2 separate regions of the Mus musculus genome follow, and region 1 is linked to region 2. Evidence: chromatin contacts called from public Hi-C data. All regions are on one chromosome and are shown on one strand. Each heading gives the region's core, a stretch centred on a gene start, on an enhancer-like site or on the middle of the called end of the contact. The rest is flanking DNA. Distances are from core to core; before and after follow the strand shown. Region 1 overlaps Dis3l2 (DIS3 like 3'-5' exoribonuclease 2). Region 2 has its middle 12 kb from the start of Nppc.

Region 1 (6,732 bases), core at 2,407-4,906, 310 kb after region 2:
TTACTACTTCTGGAAGAAACCCAAATTTGGTTCCCAACACCCACCTGGCATCTCACAACCACTAGTTATCTCCAGTTCCAAAGGATCTTACCTTTCCTGGCCTCTGGTGGTACACAGAGCTCACATAGGTGCACATGTGTATGCATGTTCACGCACACTTACACACACACACACACACACACACACACACACAAAGAGAGAGAAAATAAAGGCTTTAGAAACACTGTTTGAGGAACAGATGTAGTGTGACCTTGCTGGGGTATGAAGTTGGAAAGAGGCTTAAAGTGGCAGACTAAGCAGCATGGGCATCCTTCAAGGTAATAGGTTATGCTCAGTTTTGCAACAGTTGAGTGGCCTTCCTTCTAAGTAGAAACTCTCTTGAGTGCTCTGGATAAAGGAAAATTCAGCCAGAGTCAGGGCTAGCATATCAGTATCAGGGTCTGTTCCACATCACTGCCCCTTGAAACTTTGAGTAAATGCCCCGACATAGGCAGAGACACTTGTTCATAGACTAAAGTATTTATCAATGCTACAGAATCATGCTGGACAGTCACCTCCAATGTCAGCAATGCCTATCACAGAGCAAAAAGGAAAGAGAAGCAAGGGGTGGGGAAATGGAGAAGCTGTTTCTCCAGGTACTGCTGCTGCCTACGTTGAGATAAATACAGAGGGCAGATTCTCCCTAGTAGTTAGCTTTTAGTGCATGTGACTCTTGGCCACTGATTGTGGGGACCTAACCCTGCTCTTTCTATGTTTTGTTTTTGTTGTCATAGACTTGAGGTGTTATTGTATAGCTCAGGATCTCCCCACCTCTGTCATCATATCAAACCTATAGATCTAGTCTTTAGTGAACACTTCCTGGCCCAACCAAAAGTATCTGGGACCTATTCATCAATAGGAGACCAAAATCCAGCTCACCCAGCACATGGAATCCTGGGAAAGGGAAAGGCAATAGGACCTGATATAAATAGGATTGCAGGTTATCACCAGATACGAAAGAAGATGCACGGGAAGAGAGACAGCTCAGTCATTAGGAGCACTTGCTGCATAATCATGACCAAACCTCAACGATATCCCAGTAGCCAGATGTCCTTACAAAACACCTGTAACTCATGCTCTGGAGGATCTGATACCTTCTGGTCTCTGCTCGTGTTCAGGTACACACAGCTATAGATAACCACATACATCATGCAGGCGCACACACACACACAAACTCTAAAAGCAAAGAATATACTGAAGTCTGGAGTAAAGGAAGGTGTTATTCGCCTCAGCAACACACATATTAAAATTAGGATGCATATTAAAATTAGGATTAATACTGCCCTTGAGAAAGGCTTATATGCAAAGTTGAAGAGCGTCCATATTTTAAAAAATAAAAATTACTGAGGCAAACTTTATTTTCCTGGTTTTCCATTATTTTCATGAAATATCTAAAGCTAGGTATGAGGTTTATTAAGTTCAATTTTGTATCTTGACTCTTTGTTTGATAGTTGTTTGATTGGTTGATTTGGTTTGCTTTTATGTTGTTGCTGCTATTGTTGTTTGTTTTAGTTTTGAGACGAAATGTCATGTAGCCCAGGCCGACTTTAAACTCTTCATGTAGCCCAGGCTGACCTTAAACTCTTCATGTAGCTGAGGGTGGCCTTGAACCCTTGATCTCCTTTCCTCTATCACACAAGGATAAGATTAAAGGTGCATGCTGAACTTTGAAGACTGGAAGTCCAAATGACATAAGGCCACCTCTAGTGAGGGCCCTTTTCATCTCTTCAAGGCAGATAGTATGGCAATGACTGTATAAAAAGAAAACATCATATGGCATGTCAGACGGCTAGGATGAAAGGAGGAGCCAGTATTAGCCTCACCTGTCAAAGTTCCTACTATCTGTCAACACTGCTCTACTGAGAAACAGTCTCTGATTACACAAACCCTTGATGAGAGAACATTCAAATCATCTCTAAATTATAACAGAAGTTCTACCAACAATGATTCCATGAAGAGCTTTGCCACTGGTATAGGAAACTATAGACTATATCCAAAAAGGGAAAACCAGTGTCCACATTTGAACACTGTAAATGGAGACAAAGAAAATCACTTGATCGAGGTTTAGAATGCCAGACCTTAAGCACAGGCAGATTGGGTGTTATAGGCCAGGACTGTTGCTGTCACAAGGTAACCAATAGTTCAGGAGGTGAGAGGGGATGGGGAAGTAGAAATGGCAGTGTCTTGTTTCTTAAGTGATTTGGGGAAGTTTTGTTGCTTATTTGTTCATTTGATGGAGGATAAGGTACTGTTCTTATAGAAACATCAGTACAGGGAGGGTGGAAACACACAAAGGGAAGAAAACACCAGGCTCTCTATTCTCATGCTGTGTTTAAAGAATTCATGATGTTCAGATTCAGGTATCAGAACAGAAGAGTCTAGATTCCAAGAAGAGGCAGGGCTCAGAATGCAGAGGACAGAAACCAAGGAGAAGGAGGCAGGAAGAAGAACAGAGGACAGAAGGTAAGGGCCAACCAAGAAGGGAGTACAGGAAAGGCCAGTCTTGAGTGTTCACTGGTTCTGTATTTTAAAAACAACATGTGGTTATAGATTATATAATATATATTACTTTCCATATGGTCATATGTACACAAATGAAACGCATGGATTTCATGCCATCATGCTAACATTCTAAGAACCGGGATCCCATGGTGTTTGTGCTTTCAAGTCTTGGTTTATAGAATCTAAAATTCCTACAAGGAATTTTACAAGGAGTGTGTAACTTTGATAATTAAGAGAAAAAAATGAAAGCTGAGAAGTATAAACCATTCTGAGAAGCTTCAAGTGGAGCAACTGGAGTGTGACTGGCAGAGGAATATAGTCTGGAGTTAAGGGAAGCTCCACCTTTGCACTTGGGGAATCGAACCAGATGAGCAGGGAGATCACTAGCTAGAGCTCCAGGCTGAAGGCAGGAGACACTTGCCATGAGATAACAGGACCAGGGCATCCCTGAAAAGCTAGGGAAAATGGCTCAAGAGAGTAGTTGATGGAGAGTGCTAGAAAAGGCTTAAGTCTACCTTCTCTGTGTACAAGAGTTGAGTTTTCTGCTGAGAAAGAATGAGAAGGTAGAAGAATTGGAGGAGAGAAGTAATGCGTGTGAAGCCTGGGGGAAGATGCTATCAAGGCATGGCAGGAGCTGAGACTGTTTGTTGATGCATCCCTATATAGCCCAGCATGTTTTCCTGCCACCTTCAGTGTTTAGCCAGTAGGGTCCCAAGAACAAAGAAGGCACACTGTGAGATTGGTTACATGACTTGCAGTTAGGACAGTGGAGTTGGGCAGCTGGGGAACTGTGGTGAAAGTCCATAATAAACAGGGAGGGATACAGGCAGGGCCAAGAGAAAACTACCAAGCCCCACGGAAGCATAGGCACTGGCCCTATGCTTTCGGCAGCAGGACTTTCTCTACACAGAGATCCTTCCTGGTTATCTTGGTACTCTGCACCTCAGTCCGGCCCAGAATCTCTCCAGAGAGTGTGACGAGCCTCACACGGCCAATGTGCTGCATGGAGTCAGGCAGGGCATCTTTCTTCCTCCTCATCTGCCTGGGTAGAGTTTTGAAAAAGTGGCTTTAAAGAGAATAGCCCCACCTTGCCAGTCCTCTGCCACAGGAAAGCCTGCTGCACTCCGGGTTGAACAGGAACGCATGCACAGTGACCCCTGGAGGACCAGTGGATTTATGAGAGGCTGTGATGTGCCAAACCACAAATGTGATCGTAACCTCTTAATTTCTTCTCCTTTGAAAGGCAGAGGCCTAACCACCTATTTACAAAACTGGATGAACATGCACTGTTTCCTCTGAATTCCATCTGATTCCTTACCCAGAATCTAGTAGAAAGTGTATTAAAAGGACTGTCCCTTAAAAATTAAATGCATTTCTGCTGCCACAGCTTCTTCATGAAACTTGAGGTCTTTGGCATCTGACCAGTGGGAGGAGCAAAACAGTTTTGATAACCAGGACAGCTACAGGGTATACTAGTGGATTTTTTTTTTCCAGAGGGTTGCCAAGAAAATCTTTCCTTTCTACTGAAAGTACTAATTGCTATGGGCATTTTTTTGAGAAAGATGCTACTATAGAATATCTGTCAGCAAGGATTTCATAAACTGTTGGGATTTGGTTTTTTTATTTGTTTGTTTTTGTTTTGTTATTGCACGAATGTGTGTGACAGACAGACAGACAGACAGACAGACAGACAGGGAGAGAGAGAGAGAGAGAGAGAGAGAGAGAGAGAGAGAGAGAGAGCACATAGAAAACAGCAGGATATTTATCTTATACCAAAAGCCATCCATCTGTGCACTAATAGTGCCTGCCTGCTGTGTGGAGTAGATAGAAGGACAAAGCCAGACTGACTTGCCTTTGTTCTTGGGGGTTCCATATCCTGGGGGCACCTAACAAGGGATCAGGATACAGGGTGGTCAGGACCTTTCCAAGTGCTGTAGAAGAGCTCGGAGGGTGGAGTAAGTAGCTAATTCTTTGGGACTGTCCCACAGCCTCTGTGAAAGATCAGGGGAAGTTATAGAACAGTACATTCTCTGCCTGGGGGAGTCTGGAGAAGCATGGAAATGGCAAGGATCTGAGTGTAGAAAGATAGCCAAAGTTTGCCTGAAGCAAGGTGTCCAGAAAGGTGTTCCAGAAAATGGGAACACCATGTGCAGAAGCTGGAGCAGCGAGCAGGCAGGCAGGTGAAGGGCTCGCAGCGGGTGGGCCCATGGGCTCGAGCTGTGTGTGCCCTGCACAGGGCTGAATGCGGGCTGAGCCAAGTGGCACAGGGCTTGGACACCTTCAGCTGATTGTTAATGCGCATTTCAGAGCAATTTCGCTTTGAATAAAACCCATGTTCAGAATCGTTCTAGCATGTTGGGTTATCAAGAAGTGCTGGGCTCAGAGTCTGACTCGAGGTCGCTGTCCAAAGCCTTTCTGATTTCCACCTGCTGCTACCTCCTCTGTACTGCCCTCAGCTGCTTGATGATCTTAAGACCTGAGCTCTACCCCCCTTTTCATTCTATACATAAAATTTTAGCCCTTTCTTGTTTATGAAAATAGATCAAGATTACTATGTATAAAAAACATAAAATTATATTATGTATAACATAGTTTATAAATGCATAACTTAAGAGATGCCTTTGGGACACTGCTATTAACTGCATTTCCACCTTTATTTGGACTTCACCTGTTTTTTCCATCAGTGTTTTCTGTCTCGGGGTCCAGTCTAGGCCCAAGATACAATGACTTTCTTTTGACAAACACTAAAGCATGATGACCAAAGTCATGTTGTGACTAAAAGTCTTATAACTGAAAGTATGATACTTCCTTGAACACTGTCCAATTAAAAGCAACAACAAAAATAAATATTGAGCTCTGGACTAATTGTTGCAGCCAGTTGCCACAGAACATCTGGTGTCGTCATCTGGCAATGAAACCCAGAAAACGTGTGGGTTTTGCTCAGCCTCAATGATAGTGCACCACAGACTGGGTGACTTCACCAACAGACCTATATAGTTGTTCCCAGCTTCAGGTGCTAGCCAGTGTGATTCCTGGTGAAAACCTACCTCTCTCATATGTGGCTGTGTCCTCATATGGCCTTACCTCTGCACCTCCATGGAGAGAGGGACTGTGTGTTTTTTTGTCCTCTCATCCTTAAAATCAGTTTTGTGTAACTAGGTCCCACCCTTATGACTTCATTTAACCTTTGTAATCACTTAATAACCCTGTCTTCAAATACTGTTAAACTGGAGACTACAGCTTCAGTATATCAATGGGGAGGTACAATTCGGTTCACAGCATAGTTAAAAGGCTGAAATTATATAAAAAATTTTAACTTTGTAACTTTGTCACAAAACAGTGTATATGACACAAAAACTCTATAGTGTGTTGGTGTAGATGAAGACGCAGTTTTTTTGTTTTGTTTGTTTTGTTTGTTTTTTGGGGGGTTTTTGTTTGTTTGTTTGTTTTTTTGGTTTTTTCGAGACAGAGTTTCTCAGTATAGCCCTGGCTGTCCTAGAACTCACTCTGTAGACCAGGCTGGCCTCAAACTCAGAAATCCACCTGCCTCTGCCTCCCTAGTGCTAGGATTAAAGGCGTGCGCCACCACGCCCAGCTACAATGCTTTATAAAACAATGGACATACAAGAAAATGTAACATATTAGAACACATTTTAACTTATTACTAAAGCTAATGGGGTGCTGAGGCTACAGCTGGCCTAGCATGCACAAAGCCCTGGGTTAAACCCCCAGCGCAGCATAAACCAGGTATGGTTGTGCACACCTGTAATCCCAGCACTCAGGAGGTGGGGAATCACAAGTGCAGAGTCATCTTCAGCAAAGCCATCCTTTGAGGCAAGCCTAAGCAACACAAGACCCTGTCTCAAAGCAAACAAACAAAAACCAAAATATCAAAGTGTTTGCGTCCTTTGAGCTGACGGTATTAAAAAAAAAAAAAAAAAAGAAACAGACAAGAGAAAACACCCTATAGGTGGAACAACAATATGAACTAACCAGTACCCCCAGAGCTCGTGTCTCCAGCTGCATATGTAGCAGAAGATGGCCTAGTTGGCCATCATTGGGAAGAGAGGCCCCTTGGTCTTGCAAACTTTATATGCCCCAGTACAGGGGAACACCAGGGCCAAGAAGGGGGAGTGGGTAGGCAGGGGAGCAGGGTGAGGGGAGGGTATAGGGGACTTTCTGGATAGCATT
Region 2 (6,874 bases), core at 166-2,665:
AACTAGAATATCTAGAATACCTGGGAGACAACTGTTCTTCCAGTCATCTGGTTGTAGGCATTGGTAAGCCAGAGACCTTTGTTTCTTTTCTTTTTTTTTTTTTTTAAAGATTTATTTATTATTATATGTAAGTACACTGTAGCTGTCTTCAGACACACCAGAAGAGGGAGTCAGATCTTGTTACGGATGGTTGTGAGCCACCATGTGGTTGCTGGGATTTGAACTCTGGACCTTCGGAAGAGCAGTCGGGTGCTCTTACCCACTGAGCCATCTCACCAGCCCCGAGACCTTTGTTTCTTGATAGAAGTAGGAAGAATTATGGGGGAATGTTGGGTGGGGTGTGAGGACCCTTCAAAGGACAGAGATAAGGACGTGAAGAGGAAGGAGGAATAGCTGGGCAGTGTGCCGCCCCCCAACCTCCCGCTATAGGGGTCTGACTTGGGGGCTGAATGTCCAGAGGCTGGGAACAGAACCAGGAGAGGTGTTTATAGAGACCATGGACTTGGCCCAACAGTCCTGTCTTGGCCATTTGAGACCAGAGCCATCCCAGCTCTAGCCTTGGGTACCAAGAAAGCTGCAGATGGCTCCACCACAGAGTACCGTCCCTGAAGCACACTGCAGATAGTGGCCAGTCACCCTTGAGAAGCTGGTGAGCTCTCAACTGCCTGTTAGTTTGGAGGGAAAGGAGAGTGTGTGGTGTGGGTTGGTGTTGTCTAGAGGTGTAGTGCTTCTGGGATTTCCTGGGTGACAAGATGATGCTGTGAGTGTGTGAGTGTGTGTGTGTGTGTGTGTGTGTGTGTGTGACTTGCGTGTCACTGTTTTAGCATTTGCTTGAAGTTAGGAAGGATGGGTAATGGTGAGGTAGAACGTTCATGTCCTGGTGCTGTGGGAACTCACCCCTGCAGTCCTTCACTTGAGCGAGGGCCTGGAGCAGGGATAAGGCTAGGTTCTCGGGGCACTCAAGGGGGAACGATGAGGTCCCCACACCCGGCTCTAGGCAGCTGGACCCCACTGGGGCTGGACAGGTTCCACTGATGTGTTCTTGCTGATTAGTCTGGTCAATAAAGCTGCAGTACTATAGCCTTCAATGCTCTTAGGTTGCTGTCAAGGGAGCACCACCGGTCGCTATCCAGGGAGCACCACCACCGCACCATCTCTCAGAGGGTGTCTCCTGGCCTCTGGGAGATGCTAGGAACTGCCCTTCGAGGTGTGGTCCACTCTGCAGCTCTGGGAATTCCCACTTGTGGACAAGATGAAACACAATGCAGACCAGGGCTGGATATGTGACTTTGTGTGGTTTCCCCACTTACAGTATCCACATTCAGTGAACTGTTTACAGCATTGTCTTGGCATCATACACATCACCACAGCCACACTGAGGTCATCTTCCATTTCCCCCACCAAAGACACTCTGGTTCCGTCCTCAGCCTCCTGCTTACCATGCTGCATGCCAGCCTGTCCAGCTGCTGCTGTGCCCTGTACAGCTTTGCCCATTCTGCCTTTTATGCAAATAGAGTTGTCGACTATACAGAGTTTTATTCTACCTCCTTTCACTTATCCTGTTGTCCTCAAGGCTTATCTATACTACAGCACAAACCATTTCTTTTTTAAAAACCACTTCTTTAGTTTCTTTCATTGCAAATAATTGTTCCTTTGTATGGATGCAACACATTTTATTTATCTGCTCTCCAGGCAATGGTTGCTCAGGTTTTTTTTTTTTTTCTAAGTTATTTATGAGTGATGCTGCTGTGGATGTTTATATGTGTGCGTTCCTGTTATAGATCCTACCGGAAACATACAGGAATTTAACCATACAGGAATTTAAAAAGTTGTAGTTGCCCTAAGTGTGTGCTCCTGAGGTTATAGTCGTCACAGTTGGCAAACATCCTTCCATTTGTCACTGCTGTTCTAGCCGAGAGGCTGATGCCAGCCCTGACAGGAGATTTGCGGAAGGACATTGCTATGCTTTGAGTCTGAAATAGTTCATTTGTTTGAATCCTTGGTACCCAGCTGGTGCTGCTCTCTCAGGAGGAAGTCTAGCTGCAGGAAGTAAGTCACCAGTAGGCGGGAGGAAGGGTCACATGCCTCTCCACTTCTATCAGAGCTCTCTGCTTCTTGGCCCACTGAGATATGAGACAGCAAGAGTGTGCTCCTGCTGCCATGTTCCTGCTGTGATGGACTGACTGTGTCCCCAAAACTGCGAGCCAGGGCAATCCCTTCTTCCAGTTGCTTCTGACATTTATGTCATATATTTGGTCACTGTGATGAGGAAAGCAACTAATCGTTTTGCGAGGTCCTTGTGTGTCACACATGTGGCATGTGACATCTACAAGACAATCTCTGGGTCTCGGAGGAAGCATGCATGTAGGTCTGGATGTATGACTGACTTAAATGCATATGTGTGTTTTATAACTTTAATATTATGGAAGTACTTTACTATAAATACAAGTGTATAAATGAGCGACTATATTTGTTTACTGCTGGGGACATGAACCCAGAATTTAGGCATCATTGTCTAAAGTCACACAAAAGAGCCCCCACATTCTCTCCTGCTGAAGTACTTGTTCAGAGGCTCTGTTGGCGTGAGTCCAGGTCCACTGCCGCTGTGTGCCTGCCAACACTCTCTTGGCTCATGTACAGAGTTCAGACCAGCTTGGATCCTACAGGTCAAGGCGATAAATTAGTCTCAAGAGGGGTCCTTGATCCTTTTTCAGAGACATCATGACCCATGGTGCCCATCAAGTGTGGACCAGCTCTTCTGGACTCTGTTAAGACAGGACACCTGGTGGCTCACGCCTTTAATCCTAGCACTTGAGAGGCAGAGGCAGGAGGATTTCTGAGTTTGAGGCCAGCCTGGTCTACAAAGTGAGTTCCAGGACAGCCAGGGCTACACAGAGAAACCCTGTCTGGAAAAAACAAAACAAGAGGAAGACAGGACACCTGGGAACCTTATTCATGTCCTGCTCACATGTCCAGGGCCCCTCAGCAGATGTGATGAGGGCAGTGAATATTTCAATTTGGTTCTATGGCCAGAGGAACAATCTAAAGTCACTAAGTATTCCTCTCAGGAATGCAGTATGGACCAGTTTATGCCACACAGGAATTGTACTCTATGCTGACTGGGACTACATGAATCACCCGCACTGCTGCAGTCTGAATGTGTCCCCCAAGTTTCCTGTGTTGGAAATAATGTCCTTGATGCAGCAGAGTTGAGAGGTAGGACTTTTGGGGTGGAGCTGGGTCAGATAAACCTCGCCTTCATGAATCCACACATAACTTTATGGGTGAATGGGTCATTTTTAAAAAGGACTTGTTTCTTTTTAAATTTTATAAGTATGAGTGTTTGCTTGTATGTATGCATGTATACCATATGCGTACCTTGTGGCATTGAGGGCCGAAGTGGGTGTTGGGTTCCTTGGAACTGGAGTTGCAGGTGGTTGAGACATCATGACCCATGGTGCACATCAAGAGTGGACCGGCTTTTTTGGCCACCATGCTGGAAACTAAACCCAGGTCCTCGGCAAGAGCAGCAAGTGCTCTTAACCCCTGAGCCATCTCTCCTGCCCTTTAGTGGGTTATTGGAGGAGGTTGCAATAAAAAAGGCTCTCTCTCTAACACAATTGCTCTGTTTCACCTTGGGAAGTCCTCTGCTAGGTTGTAAATGCAGCCCAAAGATCATCACTAGGTGCCAAGCAGGTGCCAAGCAATGTTCTTGGATTTTTCCAGCATCCTGAACTTTGAGCTTAACAGAGCTTATTCTTTATGATGTATGTGGTTTTGTATATGTTGTTAGAGCAAAAATGGATTAAGATATTCAATTGTGCAAACACACACAGAGGGAGAGAGTGGGTGTGAGTGTGTGTTTTGTGTGCTTGTGTGTGTTTGCGTGTGTATGCATGTGTGTGTGTTCTGGGCTTGGCTGTCATGGAAAAGTATAGCAGCAGTTAAGGAGTCAGGTCTAGAGTAGACAGGTGATGTCTACAAATGGGAAGGATATTTGAACACTTGATATAAGTGGGAAGCCAAGAAGAATGCTGAAAGACACCAAGAGAAGTCTTGGTGGACCTAGCCAGTCTCGTTAGGGAGCGGGTCCTACCCCCAAAGGGAGAAGACACAGGAGAAGGCAGAGGGGGCTAAAGGGAGAAGACACAGGAGAAGGCAGAGGGGGCTAAAGGGAGAAGACACAGGAGAAGGCAGAGGGAGCTAAAGGGAGAAGACACAGGAGAAGGCAGAGGGGGCTAAAGGGAGAAGGCACAGGAGAAGGCAGAGGGGGCTAAAGGGAGAAGGCACAGGAGAAGGCAGAGGGGGCTAAAGGGAGAAGGCACAGGAGAAGGCAGAGGGGGCTAAAGGGAGAAGGCACAGGAAAAGGCAGAGGGGCTAACTTTATTGTTTCCTTTCTGAAGGAGCCTGAAGTTACTGTCTGTGATCTTGACTTTGATAATAATATAAATATGGATTTAATAAGTCTCATCAAAAACATTACAGAGCCACTGACAACTAAGAATAGGACGTCTGCCTGCAAGCCCCTGCAGAAGATGAAAGTGGAGCGGCAGCCCTGGGGGAGAGTTCAGTAAGAAAGGAAGGAAAACAAGGAGGCTTGAAAAGCAGATTCTGCAAGTCAAATGAGAAAGTCAGCTTAAGCGATTAATCGAACAATCAGGCCTCCTCACCAGAAGATGGTCGCTCCACTTCTATGTATTTTGATCTAATATGTTTTATATATATACTTACATTAAAAAGGCACACACAAAGAGGGAAAGAATTAAAGCTTGCATAAAACTATCACTCACAAATAAAAATAAGACAGGGAGTGTGATGCACACATGTGATCCTAGCACTTGGGAAAGTGGAGGCAGGAAGACCAGGGAGTTCAAGGGCAGCTTCAGTGTCAGTGAGTTTGAGCCAACCTGGGCTACATGAGACCCTGGCTCAAAACAATCCCCTAAACCAACCCTTCCACCACCTAAGACCCTGACACAATGAAGCAAGGTAAGATAAAGTAGCTGGGTAACCCCAGCCCTTGGGAGGCAGGGGCAGGTAGGTCGCTATGAATTCAAGGCCAGCCTGGTCTACATGTCCAGTGCCAGGCTAGTGAAGATAACATAGGGAGATCTTCTCTCAAAAATTATAAGATAAAATAGATCTGATAATGTCAGTATCAGGAAAAGAATTGAATTGGAGTTAGGGTTAGGTCTCGGGCACGAGAGGCTCAGCACAGGGAGATTCTCTCTGTGGTGACTGCCTCGGGAGCCAGACAAGACACAATTTTTGTTGTTGTTGTCTTTGTTTTTGGAGACAGAGTATTGCTATGTATTTCAGGCTGGCTTTGAGTTCACTCTGTGGATCAGGCTGGCCTTGAACATGTAACAATCCTCCTGCCTCAGTCTCTCAAGGGCTGGGATTCCAGGTCTGTACCAGCAGGTGTGGCTTGAAGCTTTGGCATTTTTTCAGTCGGTGAGAGTTGGGAATTGTTTGTTACCATCTCACAACGTCAGATATCCTTTCCAATGCACGTGTTAACATCAGATTTTCATTGCTGAATTAAAACATTAAAACATGAGTCTAAACAGGGAAAAAACCCCAAAGTCCCAGTTTATTTTTCCCAACATCATTATTAATCTTTTGGTAAATCCAAAATAGTGAGAAAAGATTGAGACGTGTAATACAGAAGGCAAACCTCACCAGATATTTGTAGAATTCTCATGCTGTGTAAATAGGCATTAATCTTCTTTTCAGGTATCTATGTACCTTCTTCACACAGCCACAGAAAACACAGAGGTGAGAGGTAGGAAGTCTGCCCCTACTCCATAAGCTTAACAACGTGAAGGAAACCAAAGTCACAACCAGGTAGGGTAAGGTAGTGATGCTGCCACAGGCCAAAAATGTGGGCCTTATTCAGAAATAAGCCGTCAACCAAGCACATAAGTCAAAGCATGGAGACCGTGCTGGGTGTGATGGTTGGTGTGGATTGTGACAAGCACAGCTGTAAGGGCTTGTCTAGGTTAGTATGGCCTTTGAGCGAGCCTCCATCATCTGAACTGAACTGGTTGGGGTGGGAAGACCCATCCTAATTGCTGAACAAATAGAAGGGGTCTGCCCATCATTCACCACTCTCTGCCTGTCGTTGGATCGGTGTGACCAGCTGCTTCAGGCTCCTGCCGTGATGGGCTGTCCCCGAAAACAGCGAGCCAGAACAAATGCTTTCTTAGATTGCTTCTGTTAGTTATGTTATCGAAGTCTCTGTTACTGATTTATGGACCCAGTGACTCAGTGAGAAATTCCACTCCCTGAAGGAAGAGGAGGAGAAGGGGAGAGAGGAGGAAGAGAAGGAGGAGGAAGATGAAGAGGAGGGGGAGAAGAGAGATGTGGGTTAGCTTACTTGCTGCCTCACCACGTGGTGCCCTCTGTCATGCCACAGTGAAGCAGGAGGGCCCCGGATGGATGCTATCACTCTGCTCTAGGCTTTCCAGATCCTGGAACAACGAGCTAAACAAATTTCTACTCTTCATAAACGACCTGCTCAGGTGTCTTTCTATAAGGATAGAAAATGCATATATGTGCCCTGACCAATGCTCTCTCCCAATATACTTTTCTCAAAATAGAGTATGGGCTACTTGGTCTGCCAGCCTGCCTCTATTGCCTTGGCTAGGAGCGCTTCTCAAGGCTCTGACTTGATCCTTCTCAAGGCTCTGACTTGATCCTTGCTGATCACTCGCACAGTCTCTGGTCCAGCACAACCCCTTCTCCTACTGTGTGCAGCGTGAAAGGAGCAAGCACCAGGAACCACTTGACTGAGATGGAAATACCTCATTGTCTCCCAGAACCTCATCTCTTCCATGCCTCTGTACCGTGTGTGGCACATCTCAGAATCACA

The links. Hi-C and Micro-C count contacts between places; a contact is called where the count stands out from the background.
Region 1: a Hi-C map of muscle stem cells shows a contact between it and region 2, with 2.2 times the contacts expected there. The contact joins two enhancer-like sites. A contact is called at or near these places in 9 of 39 promoter capture datasets (the 3T3-L1 cell line, the C10 cell line, embryonic stem cells and 2 more), 2 of 15 datasets of contacts at CTCF or cohesin (embryonic stem cells and large pre-B cells), 33 of 484 Hi-C or Micro-C datasets (the 3T3-L1 cell line, the AML12 cell line, the G1E-ER4 cell line and 19 more), 8 of 115 datasets of contacts at active chromatin or transcription factors (embryonic forebrain, embryonic hindbrain, embryonic stem cells and 5 more) and 1 of 9 other capture datasets (embryonic stem cells).

What each region holds. Positions count from the first base shown.
Region 1 is chr1:86,964,780-86,971,511 of GRCm38.p6, forward strand. The region is part of intron 11 of Dis3l2 (DIS3 like 3'-5' exoribonuclease 2); the gene reads left to right. Among named protein-coding and RNA genes, the nearest start is that of Gm41909, 40 kb to the left of the region's middle. Within about 2 kb of position 3,657, at least 5 of the 459 cell types and tissues checked have an H3K27ac peak or open chromatin away from gene starts, as enhancers often do. A contact at or near this core is called in muscle stem cells, where this site is marked.
Region 2 is chr1:86,654,671-86,661,544 of GRCm38.p6, forward strand. No RefSeq gene overlaps it. Among named protein-coding and RNA genes, the nearest start is that of Nppc, 12 kb to the right of the region's middle. Within about 2 kb of position 1,416, at least 3 of the 459 cell types and tissues checked have an H3K27ac peak or open chromatin away from gene starts, as enhancers often do. A contact at or near this core is called in muscle stem cells, where this site is marked.